3 separate regions of the Mus musculus genome follow, and all the other regions are linked to region 2. The links are chromatin contacts, called in public HiChIP or PLAC-seq maps. All regions are on one chromosome and are shown on one strand. Each heading gives the region's core, a stretch centred on a gene start, on an enhancer-like site or on the middle of the called end of the contact. The rest is flanking DNA. Distances are from core to core; before and after follow the strand shown. Region 1 holds the start of Bub3 (BUB3 mitotic checkpoint protein). Region 2 has its middle 50 kb from the start of Gm34645. Region 3 has its middle 25 kb from the start of Bub3.

Region 1 (3,292 bases), core at 750-3,249, 220 kb after region 2:
ACCTACATCCAATACAGGGCAGGCAAACAAAGCTCAGAGCGCTTTGCACGTCTTGGGTTCCATTCCAAATCCTGCCACAGTGAAATCATAAACCTCTTAAGAAATGTTTTTACACAGCCAACTGAAATACATTCTCCTGCTAAGAACGCAAAGGCATCACTAAGATAAATATGACGGGGCTACCGTGCTCCATTTTTAAAATGTACTTTTTTTTTTAGCCTGTGAAAAGACCAACCTAAAATATCAAACTGTCCAAAGAAATCCTGACAAACCGGACCCTGAGTCCAGTCCGCTGCTTAAGACTTCTAATAGTGACAGTCAAATGCTTAAATGATGCTTCCACTAGACACTTAAGACAGTGCTCAGGGGCTGGAGAGATGGCTCAGCAGTTAAGAGCACTGGCTGTTTGCTCTTCCAGAGGTCCTGAGTTCAATTCCCAGCAACCACATGGTGGCTCACAACCATCTATCTGTAATGAGATCCAATGCTCTCTTGTTATGTGTCTGAAGATAGCTATAGTGTACTCTTATAAATTAAATAAATAAATCTTAAAAAAAAAAAAAAAAAAGACAGTGCTCAGAAGGGGCTTTACTGCAAAATTCAGGTTCCATTTGTGGTAACTTAATCCAATTTTAAAAGTCTATTATCAAAGCCGTGTTCCGCCTTCACATAAGTACTGAAAACACCTACTCTTCTTAAATAAGCATTTCTACACAAATACACTAGTAAAGAAAAACTGGTAAAATGTAGCTATATTAATACCTTGATCAGTGTTCAAATCGTGCATTTTCAGTTGATGATCTAATCCACCACTCCAGGCATGCGTTGGATCCTACAAAGCAAAATTTGGGTTTGATTTTTTTTCTTTCTTACTTTTTTTTTTTTTTTTTTGGAAGACACTATGTAGCCCTGGTTGGCCTCAAAACTCAAGAGCTCTTCCTGCCTCTGCCTCTGGGATTAAAGTTGTGGCCACCACATCCTCCCACCCCACTCTTACATTTGGAGCCAATTCAAAGTTACAAAGCTTTAGCAAGCATTTTCAACATTGCTATTTCTACAGCCAAGTGTTATGTCCAGTGTGACAGAAACTAAGAAGCAAACAAAAATGCAAGTTAGTGATCTCCACAAGGAAGCAAATACAAGGTGGACACCAGGAGTTAAGGCTAAATTAGACAACATTCATTACTTTTCAAAGGATAGCTAAAAATCAGTCTTGCTGCTAACTTCAATTATCTATGTCCAGAAAGTTTACTCAAGTCTGAATTTACAAATGGAGATTGAAATTGCCACGAGAGAAGAAATAAGAACACAAACCATTGTAGTAGGCTTGATGCCAGGCTAAAGGGAAGAATTCCCGAGTAGTTATGAACTATCAGAATTCTCGAACCGTGTATGAGATGCTACTGGCAAGGCCTAGGACATCTCAGTATTAAGGGGACAGGAGCAGAAACTGAATCCACCTACGTAGAAGGCGCAGTCCAGGACAGCACCAGTGTGCTGGTACTTGAGCCTCATGGAATTGGCGGGCACATCGTAGAGGCGCACAGACGTATCCCAGGAGGAGACCAGGAGGAACTGGGATGTGTTGGGGCTGAACTTAACCGAGGAGATGCCATCCTCGGGTGGCTGGTTCAGCTTGAATTCGTTCGAACCGGTCATCTGTAGAACAAAACGCTAAGTCTGAGTTCCTAACCGGAGCAACAGAGGCCGGCCACGGCCTGCGCCTGCGCGAGTCCCCCTTGATCCAGGCCGGCCGCCATCCCGCTTCCGCCGAGCTCCACCCGGCCTGGCCTCCTTCCTTGCCCGCAGATCCCCATATAAAACACAATGGACCTCGACCGGATCCCTCTGTGCATCGATGCGCCGGCCACGGGCCACAGATCCCGCTCCGCCCGCCCTCGCCCGAACCTCTACCTCCTGTCCGCCTAAGCAACGTTTCTGCACCGGCCACTACCGATCCGCTTCCCTCCGAGCACTCGCAGGCAAAGCGGAGAAGGCGGAGAGGAAGCTCCGGAGCAGGCCTATCATTGGCTGATTTTGAACGCCAACGGCTCGATCTCGGCAGCTGATTGGTCTGATTTACTGCTTGCCTCATTTTCCGCAGTCATCCTGTTCCGGCTCAAAGGGAAGCCGCGTTTCCCCCCCCCCCCCCGTTCACCGGGTCTCTTAGTACCTCCACGCCGAGGTTACATCTCTGGAGCTGCGGAGGGAAAACTACAACTCCCAAGTATGCTCAGGTCATGAAGGCGTTCACGCCCGCCCACAATTGTATGCTGCATGCTGGGAGTTGTAGTCTCCCTGGAGCTGCTTGCCTGAACATCCACAGACTAGAAGGCAGAAAAGAGATTTTATCTAGCTCTTGTGACATCCTTCTCCTCTATCTCTCAGACACAGAATTTCATTTTGGTTGATAACTACTATAGATATAAATTAATATTTTCTTTCTAGCCGTGCACATACCCCTGGACTTAATCCAGACTAGTCATACTGAAGAATAATTTCTAGTCAAAGGTACTATTTGCTTTTATTTTGCTGGGTTATCAATTTGTGAACTAGAGACTCATTTCCCTTGAGTTCTAGTGATCTCATTTTTATCGTTTCATCTCTCCACAGTTTTCAAGCACCTGAATGTCAGGCCTCTTAAGCAGCTCTGGGAATACACACTCAGTCAAACTACTCCTTGCTTTAGAAGAGTACCACACCCATAAGGGTGAACAGAGCAGGACACAAATATTTCCAATCTTTAACGATCAGCCAGAATCTCTTAGGAATGTTCATCATAGGACCTAGCATTGTGACTGTCCTCCCTCTCCCACCTTCCTCTGCATTATCATGGAAGTTGCAGGCTCAGTTTGCTGCACTTTCTGTTTCTAGAATCCTCTAAAAAATATGAGAATCAAAAGGTTGTTTTGGTTCTGTGAGAGAAAAGCAGTACTTAACAAACAACATAGTAGCATACTGACATGCAAAATGTTACTGAGTTTCTAATTAATCCTTGGATACAACTTCTTTTTCTCTGTCCCATCTTTTTGAGACAATCCCTTTTATTTTGAAATTGTTGCATGAAGTAGGAAGTTGTCTCTAGTTTTAAACTACTTAACTTTCAAGGTACATTTTTAAAAAAAAAGAAAAGAAAAGAAAAGAAAAATGATCTTGCCGGGCAGTGGTGGCGCAGCCAGCACTTGGGATGCAGAGGCAGGTGGATTTCTGAGTTCGAGGCCAGCCTGGTCTACAGAGTGAGTTCCAGGACAGCCAGGGCTACACAGAGAAACCCTGTCTAAAAAAATAAAAG
Region 2 (3,110 bases), core at 470-2,969:
ATTTTAAGGGCTTTTTAGACTTTTGTCTGTCCTGTCACCATAGCTCCAGACCCCACGGGCTCTGACACATGTGAGCATGGGCTTCAAAGTAGGTAGACAAGTGAAATTTTGAAAACTCCAAAACATAGAACAATTCAAAAGAGTTGATCTTCATCCATCCACTACATTTTAATGAATAAGAAGACAAAGGAAAAACGGGGTGAGTTTCTAAAATTAGATTTGTAAAAATCAAGCTGGTATTGATCCAAAACCACCAAACTCAGAATGAGAAGGGAAAGGCTGAATAATTTTTAAAATATGCCATTTAGCAAGTGTGTGCCAAACATTGTTCTAAGTACTGTGTGTAAGTACATGTATGCACACACACACACACAGAGAGAGAGAGAGAGAGAGAGAGAGAGAGAGAGAGAGAGAGAGAGAGAGAGAGAGAGAGGGAGAGAGAGCTCTATCCCATAGCTGAGCTTCCTCATCAGCCCCACAGAGTAACTCACTCAGCCCTCCTAGCAAAGCTACCTTTTATCTGGGTGTTCTTATCCTCATTCAGGTGATGAAGAAGAAACCATCACACAAGGAAACTTAGTCCTCAATCAAAGTCAAACAAGTAAACAGGGGAGCTGGCTTTTAAAGCCTAGAGTCCTCTGCAAGGCCTGGGCCCTGGCCTCTGTACCCCATGCTGCTCTGGATCAGAACTGCCTGATGAGAGAGAGGTCTTCCTGGAGCCTGAGCAGATGCTCAGTCTGTACTCAAGGGATATCACAGAGGCGATTCAGGCATTCCCCTTGAAGGGGAAGATTTGAATGAATTGACTTTTATGGTCTCTTTCAACCCAGAGATCCAGGATGCTAAGAAGGATGGTGTCTGATTTCTCTGACATATTGTATCTAAATTCACTTTTTCCTTCAGTGCATCCAATATGCTTGGGTTTACATGAGTGAGTTCATATAACTGGCTAATACATTCAGGAGGGGAAAAAAATAAAAAAGGAAATTGATTCTCCCAGACGAATACCTACAGATACCCAAATGGACCAGATAGCTGCTAAGTTCCAAATGAACCAAGACCTCAGAGGTCAAGCCAGGACACCCCAAGAGGTCATAAACCCAAGCAGCGGGGTCACGTCTGGTGACTCACAATACATGCCAGAGACCCTTCGAGGGGCTTCGGAGACCAACTTTCCTGAACGGAACGAATTTTCCCAGGCCACATATTGCATCCAGGTGCTCATGGAGATGTTCCTCCAGGTTCCTCGGCCCAACCATAAAACTTTGCAAGCTGCGTTTGCGTTAAACCGTTCCTGATATGCTCCGTAAGTGTACTTTCGACACATTGTTAACATAAGGCCAGATCTGTAATACAGCACGGACAATTAAGTGCACAATTTTTGTATAAATGCAAAATCCCTCACTGTGAATTATTTAATTAATGCTCTCCAGTTCATTTAATAGAGCTCTTTCAGAGGCCATTTCACTCACAGAAAACTAATTTCATTCTCCGGGTTGATTTAATTAGATCCTATGATATATGGTATTGCTAATCCAGCAGCTCCGGACGCAGTCTGGGCCCGTTGCTCCTATTGTCGGCAATCTGTCAGCCCCATTTTTAACAGTATTGAAAAATTCAAGCTTTATTATTGCTCGCTCACTCTTTCTCTCCCATCAGGAGGAAAGTAATGAGCTTTTCTTCTTACGAGAGCCGGCAGAGAGCGCGGTACCCTCAGTGCTTCAGGCATGAGGCAGTATTAACAGGGCTGATTCATGAGTTAAGTTTCCAACTGCTCATGGCTATTAGCACTGAGTCCTTCGGCTGTCATTTAGTTAAAAAGACTCTTCGGTTAATTCACTCTTTTAATGAGACTGTGCTATTCAACTAATGTATTTTACTGTATGAAAGGTCACACCAGGAACCAAAACAGATTGGAGGGAATGTAGCAAGAAGCCTGGCTGTCAAGAAACAATTCAAGCCTCCAAGGCATTTAGCAGCCCCTGCGTCTGTAATAAGCTACGGAGCTGATGGGCCGGCATTCACCTCCAGAGTTGAGCGCCATAAATCAAGGCTAAAGAGAAGGCAGATTAATCAGAAGCTCAGACAAAAAGAGCACGTGTTTCATTACCCATATAATCACTAACATGATTGCCAGACAAGCTAAGGAACTGGATGCAGGACTGGAAAAATATAGTTCAAGAGAGCGCTGGAACTCAGCTCTGTTTAGCTGCAAGCACCGAGTCTTTTCAGTAAGACCCTTTGCTGCTATTTTCTGAGTAGGAGCTGGGGGAGAGGGGAGGAGGTGATCATCCAAGGGTAGAGGTCTGAGTTGGTTTGCAGGCTAGAGGAGCCGAGTCAGGCATGCTCAGTGGTGATAGGCAGGCAGATTGTACAGCCTCCACATAGAACTCTGATGCTGGCTAGCAAGAGGGTCCAACCCAGGCTCCAGGCTCCAGGCTCCAGGCTCCAGGCTCCAGGCTCCAGGCTCCAGGCTCCAGGCTCCAGGCTCATTCTCTTCCTCCTCCTCCTCCTTTTCTTCCTCCTCCTCTTCCTCCTCCTCTTCTTCCTCCTCCTCCTTCTTTTCCTCCTCCTCCTTCTTTCTCCTCCTCCTCTTCCTCTTCCTCCTTCTCTTCCTCCTCCTCTTTTTCCTCCTCCTTCTCTTCCTCCTCCTTCTCCTCCTCTTCCTCTTTTTCCTCCTCCTCTTCCTCTTTTTCCTCCTCCTCCTTCCTCTCCTCCAGGCACTTGGAGGAAGACAGCGGGAGCAGATTCATGGCTGTCATTCTGCCTTCCTCTCACATGCATTCATGTGTATACATGTGTGTACACATATACACATGTGGATACATGCATGCACACAAGCACAAATGTTTGTGGTACTGTATGTAAAGGAGTCTCCTCAGAGTCTTGATTTCTCATATCAACTGCTTACTAGCCTGTGTTAGCAACGAGACTATAGAATGTTGTTTTGTCCCATGTTGTAAAAGCCTATTTCCCTTGAAGGCCTCCAGAAGGCCCTTCTTTTGGGGAACCCTGTCTTCTGGGCACAGTATTTTTTGAAGATCATATCTTCCATGGTCATCTGAGAGCCCTGTCCTTTAGGGACCCTAACCCTATTTCAGGGACTTTAT
Region 3 (2,838 bases), core at 111-2,610, 190 kb after region 2:
GCCATCTTGCAGAAGCCCCCAGGGACTCCCATTGAAGGAACAAAGTGCTGAACTGCAAAATCTGAGTATTCGAACATCCCTGAAGCCCTTGCTCTGGACAGACCCTGCACTGGGCTTCGTGTTCTCACTGTCTGGGCTGAGGAGGTCAGTAGTGGATGGGGACACTTGGACAGCCAGCAACAGAATCATTAGAAGGGATAGTGTCAGATGGGAGCTCGGACTACACACACACACACACACACACACACACACACACACACACACTTCAAATCTAGGCCACTTAGGAATGATCCCAACACATTATCCTTTCCTTATTGGGTTTGCTTTGAAGCTAACTTGTAGGGACCACCACTCTACAGAAGGAAAGAGGCAAACCACACAGCTGGGTAAAAGTAATGGAGCCCACCTTCATCTAGCCCCTGGCTCCCAAGCCAAGGCCTCCTGCTTGCATTCTGTCTACTGTTTCTACCAAAGAAAAGTCCCCTCTGAAGAAACAAACAAGCAAAACAAAAAGTAGACATGGCACATTACTCTTAAAATCTGTAAAAATAATTGCATCCAGAAGACCAAAGTCAATATGACATTATTTTTAATGATACGCTCTCTCTCTCTCTCTCTCTCTCTCTCTCTCTCCACATTTTTCTCTCTTCAAATTTTCTTTCCAACAGAAGACTTGAATGGAGTGACCATAATAACTCAGAATTTCTTGCTTTTAGTGTCACCTTCGTGTGATTCAAATTGAGCTACTTTGCATCTAATTGGAAGCATTACACACACACACACACACACACACACACACAAAGGTAATTTGATATCCAAAGAAGGGATGAAAAAGACCAGAGAAAAGAAGGAACATATTACTTAACTTTATGATGATAATTACCTGGGTACAAAGGCACTTATAAGAGCATTCTATGTTGGATATTATCCAGAAAAATTAAACCTATGTTGCTGCTTCAATACATCTGAATACTAGAAACTGGCAGGGAAAAAAGTCTAGTCTATGAATAATGGCCTCTACAGCCCCAGAAGACAGCAGCACATGAGGGTTTTTTTTTTTTGTATTGAAGCAGGCAAGCTTTTTTTTTTTTAAAGGGAAGAAAAAGTCTCCAGCCTTTTCCAAAATGGTGCTAATGCGCCACAGAAACTTAATTTTATAATTTACTGGCAGTCAAGATGGCAGGAAATAAAATAATTTGCTATATTCTGCACAACAAACCCTGCTTTTCCTTGGAAGGGGTAATTATCCCCATGGGGAAAAAAAAGAAGAAGAAGAAAATACGCCGTCTCATATTAAGCTAAAGTCTCATCAAGAGGAGAAAAAGTGCCTCATTACGTGTAATTACCAGAGAATTAGAAACATCATTTAACTAAATGAGCGAATAATGCTCAGGATATTGAAGAAACTTGCCTGCACTTCTGCAAAGCACTCTAAGTCCCATTACAAAAATTGCCCCTCTTTAATGGAATAATTTTAGGCCTTGTCTGCCTTGCTTTAAAAATAAAGAGCCTCCGAGAGGCAGAAAGAGGCTGGGACTGCCATAAACAACTGTTGGAAGGAACTGAAGAAGGTGCTGCCTCTCCTGGAGACCAAGACTCACAAGGGCTCATAATCTACTGTAATCAGGAAAATTAAACCTGAGGGCTGGGGACGAGGAGGACCCCCTGTTTAATTGTACTTCCTCAAGACGGTGGCGTCCTTGGAGTGTGTATTAGGAATGGCAGATGAAAGCTTTTCAAATTCGGGGAGAGCTTCCCTGCTCCAATACAAAAGCAGTTACAGCCATTCGATGTTCTCTTGAAAAAAGGAAAATTATAACATACCTGCAGATTGCCGATTACTGGGGCTTAATGCAACGATGCTTTTTTTCTCCCAGGCATTCAAAAGCTTCCAAGCTTAGGTTAGGATCTCGCTCCCCTTTCCTCCTTGCTTTTAAAATCTGCCAGGAGTTAGCGTAAAAAACGGTGGGTTTACTTTGTTTGCTCGTGCATGCGTGCATGCCCTCGGCACAGCCCATGTCGCTTGCAGCAGATGGTTCTCCCCTTCCATCAAGTGTGTGCCGGGATCAAACCCAGATCATCTAGCCACCTCACCAGGCCTAAAAGCAGTGGATTTAATATCACTGTCCTGGCGTCCAGCAACACCAACTTTAGTCGACTCACCAGAGAACCAGGCCAGGCCAGACATCAATACTGCTTACTTCTCTATCTGTTCGTCTGTCTACCTATTTGTTTTGTGCACGAATGTCTTGCCTGCGTGTATGTCTGTGCATTTTGTACGTGCTTGGTGCCTGTGGAGGTCAGAAGAGGGCATCAGATCCCCTGGGATTGGAGCTACAGGCAGTTGTGAGCTGCCATATAGTTGATGGAAACTGAACTCGGGTCCTCTGGAAGGCCAACAAGCCTTCCTCACCACTAAGCCCCACTCTCCAGCAATGCATCTTTAGACCTTAGAGCAAGTAAAACTCAAAAAATAAGCAGCATTGGTCGCAAACCTCACAGATGGTCAAAGAAAGATCTACAGGCGTCACTCTCGGGAAGAAACCAGAGGCAGGGGAGGAGCTGTAGCATTATTCCAAGCATCTAGTCCTGAGATCTAAGAAGCCGCTCACCTCCAGCCTCTTTCAAGGACCAGGCCTTGCCTAGGTCTAGGACAGGTTGGGTGACTAAAGAGACCTTTCTTAGGCTGTTACCCACTGCAGCTGCCCATCCCAACAGTGAGGAAACTAAGACAGGCCCATGCTACACAGCTTCCTGCTCAGGCCCCTCGTGGCCAAGTCCATATTTGAGTGTATAAGTCACAGTCACCACTAAATACTCTGCCCCTCCCAGCTCTAT

What was found. HiChIP or PLAC-seq counts read pairs in DNA pulled down with a chosen protein or histone mark.
Region 1: a contact with region 2 is called in an H3K4me3 HiChIP or PLAC-seq map of embryonic basal ganglia, with 2.6 times the contacts expected there. The contact joins the promoter of Bub3 here to the enhancer-like site in region 2. A contact is called at or near these places in 3 of 39 promoter capture datasets (cranial neural crest, maxillary cranial neural crest and second pharyngeal arch cranial neural crest), 1 of 484 Hi-C or Micro-C datasets (nephron progenitors), 12 of 115 datasets of contacts at active chromatin or transcription factors (craniofacial prominence, embryonic basal ganglia, embryonic forebrain and 6 more) and 2 of 9 other capture datasets (embryonic tail and embryonic trunk).
Region 3: an H3K4me3 HiChIP or PLAC-seq map of embryonic basal ganglia shows a contact between it and region 2, with 3 times the contacts expected there. The contact joins two enhancer-like sites. A contact is called at or near these places in 2 of 484 Hi-C or Micro-C datasets (embryonic stem cells and nephron progenitors), 1 of 115 datasets of contacts at active chromatin or transcription factors (embryonic basal ganglia) and 2 of 9 other capture datasets (embryonic tail and embryonic trunk).

The regions. Positions count from the first base shown.
Region 1 is chr7:131,559,077-131,562,368 of GRCm38.p6, reverse strand. It overlaps Bub3 (BUB3 mitotic checkpoint protein), which reads right to left and starts at 1,999. Exons shown (of 8, transcript NM_009774.4): 1 at 1,915-1,999; 2 at 1,465-1,659; 3 at 763-832. The coding sequence starts at 1,659.
Region 2 is chr7:131,776,875-131,779,984 of GRCm38.p6, reverse strand. No RefSeq gene overlaps it. Among named protein-coding and RNA genes, the nearest start is that of Gm34645, 50 kb to the left of the region's middle. Within about 2 kb of position 1,719, at least 7 of the 459 cell types and tissues checked have an H3K27ac peak or open chromatin away from gene starts, as enhancers often do. A contact at or near this core is called in embryonic basal ganglia, where this site is marked.
Region 3 is chr7:131,584,308-131,587,145 of GRCm38.p6, reverse strand. No RefSeq gene overlaps it. Among named protein-coding and RNA genes, the nearest start is that of Bub3, 25 kb to the right of the region's middle. Within about 2 kb of position 1,360, at least 3 of the 459 cell types and tissues checked have an H3K27ac peak or open chromatin away from gene starts, as enhancers often do. A contact at or near this core is called in embryonic basal ganglia, where this site is marked.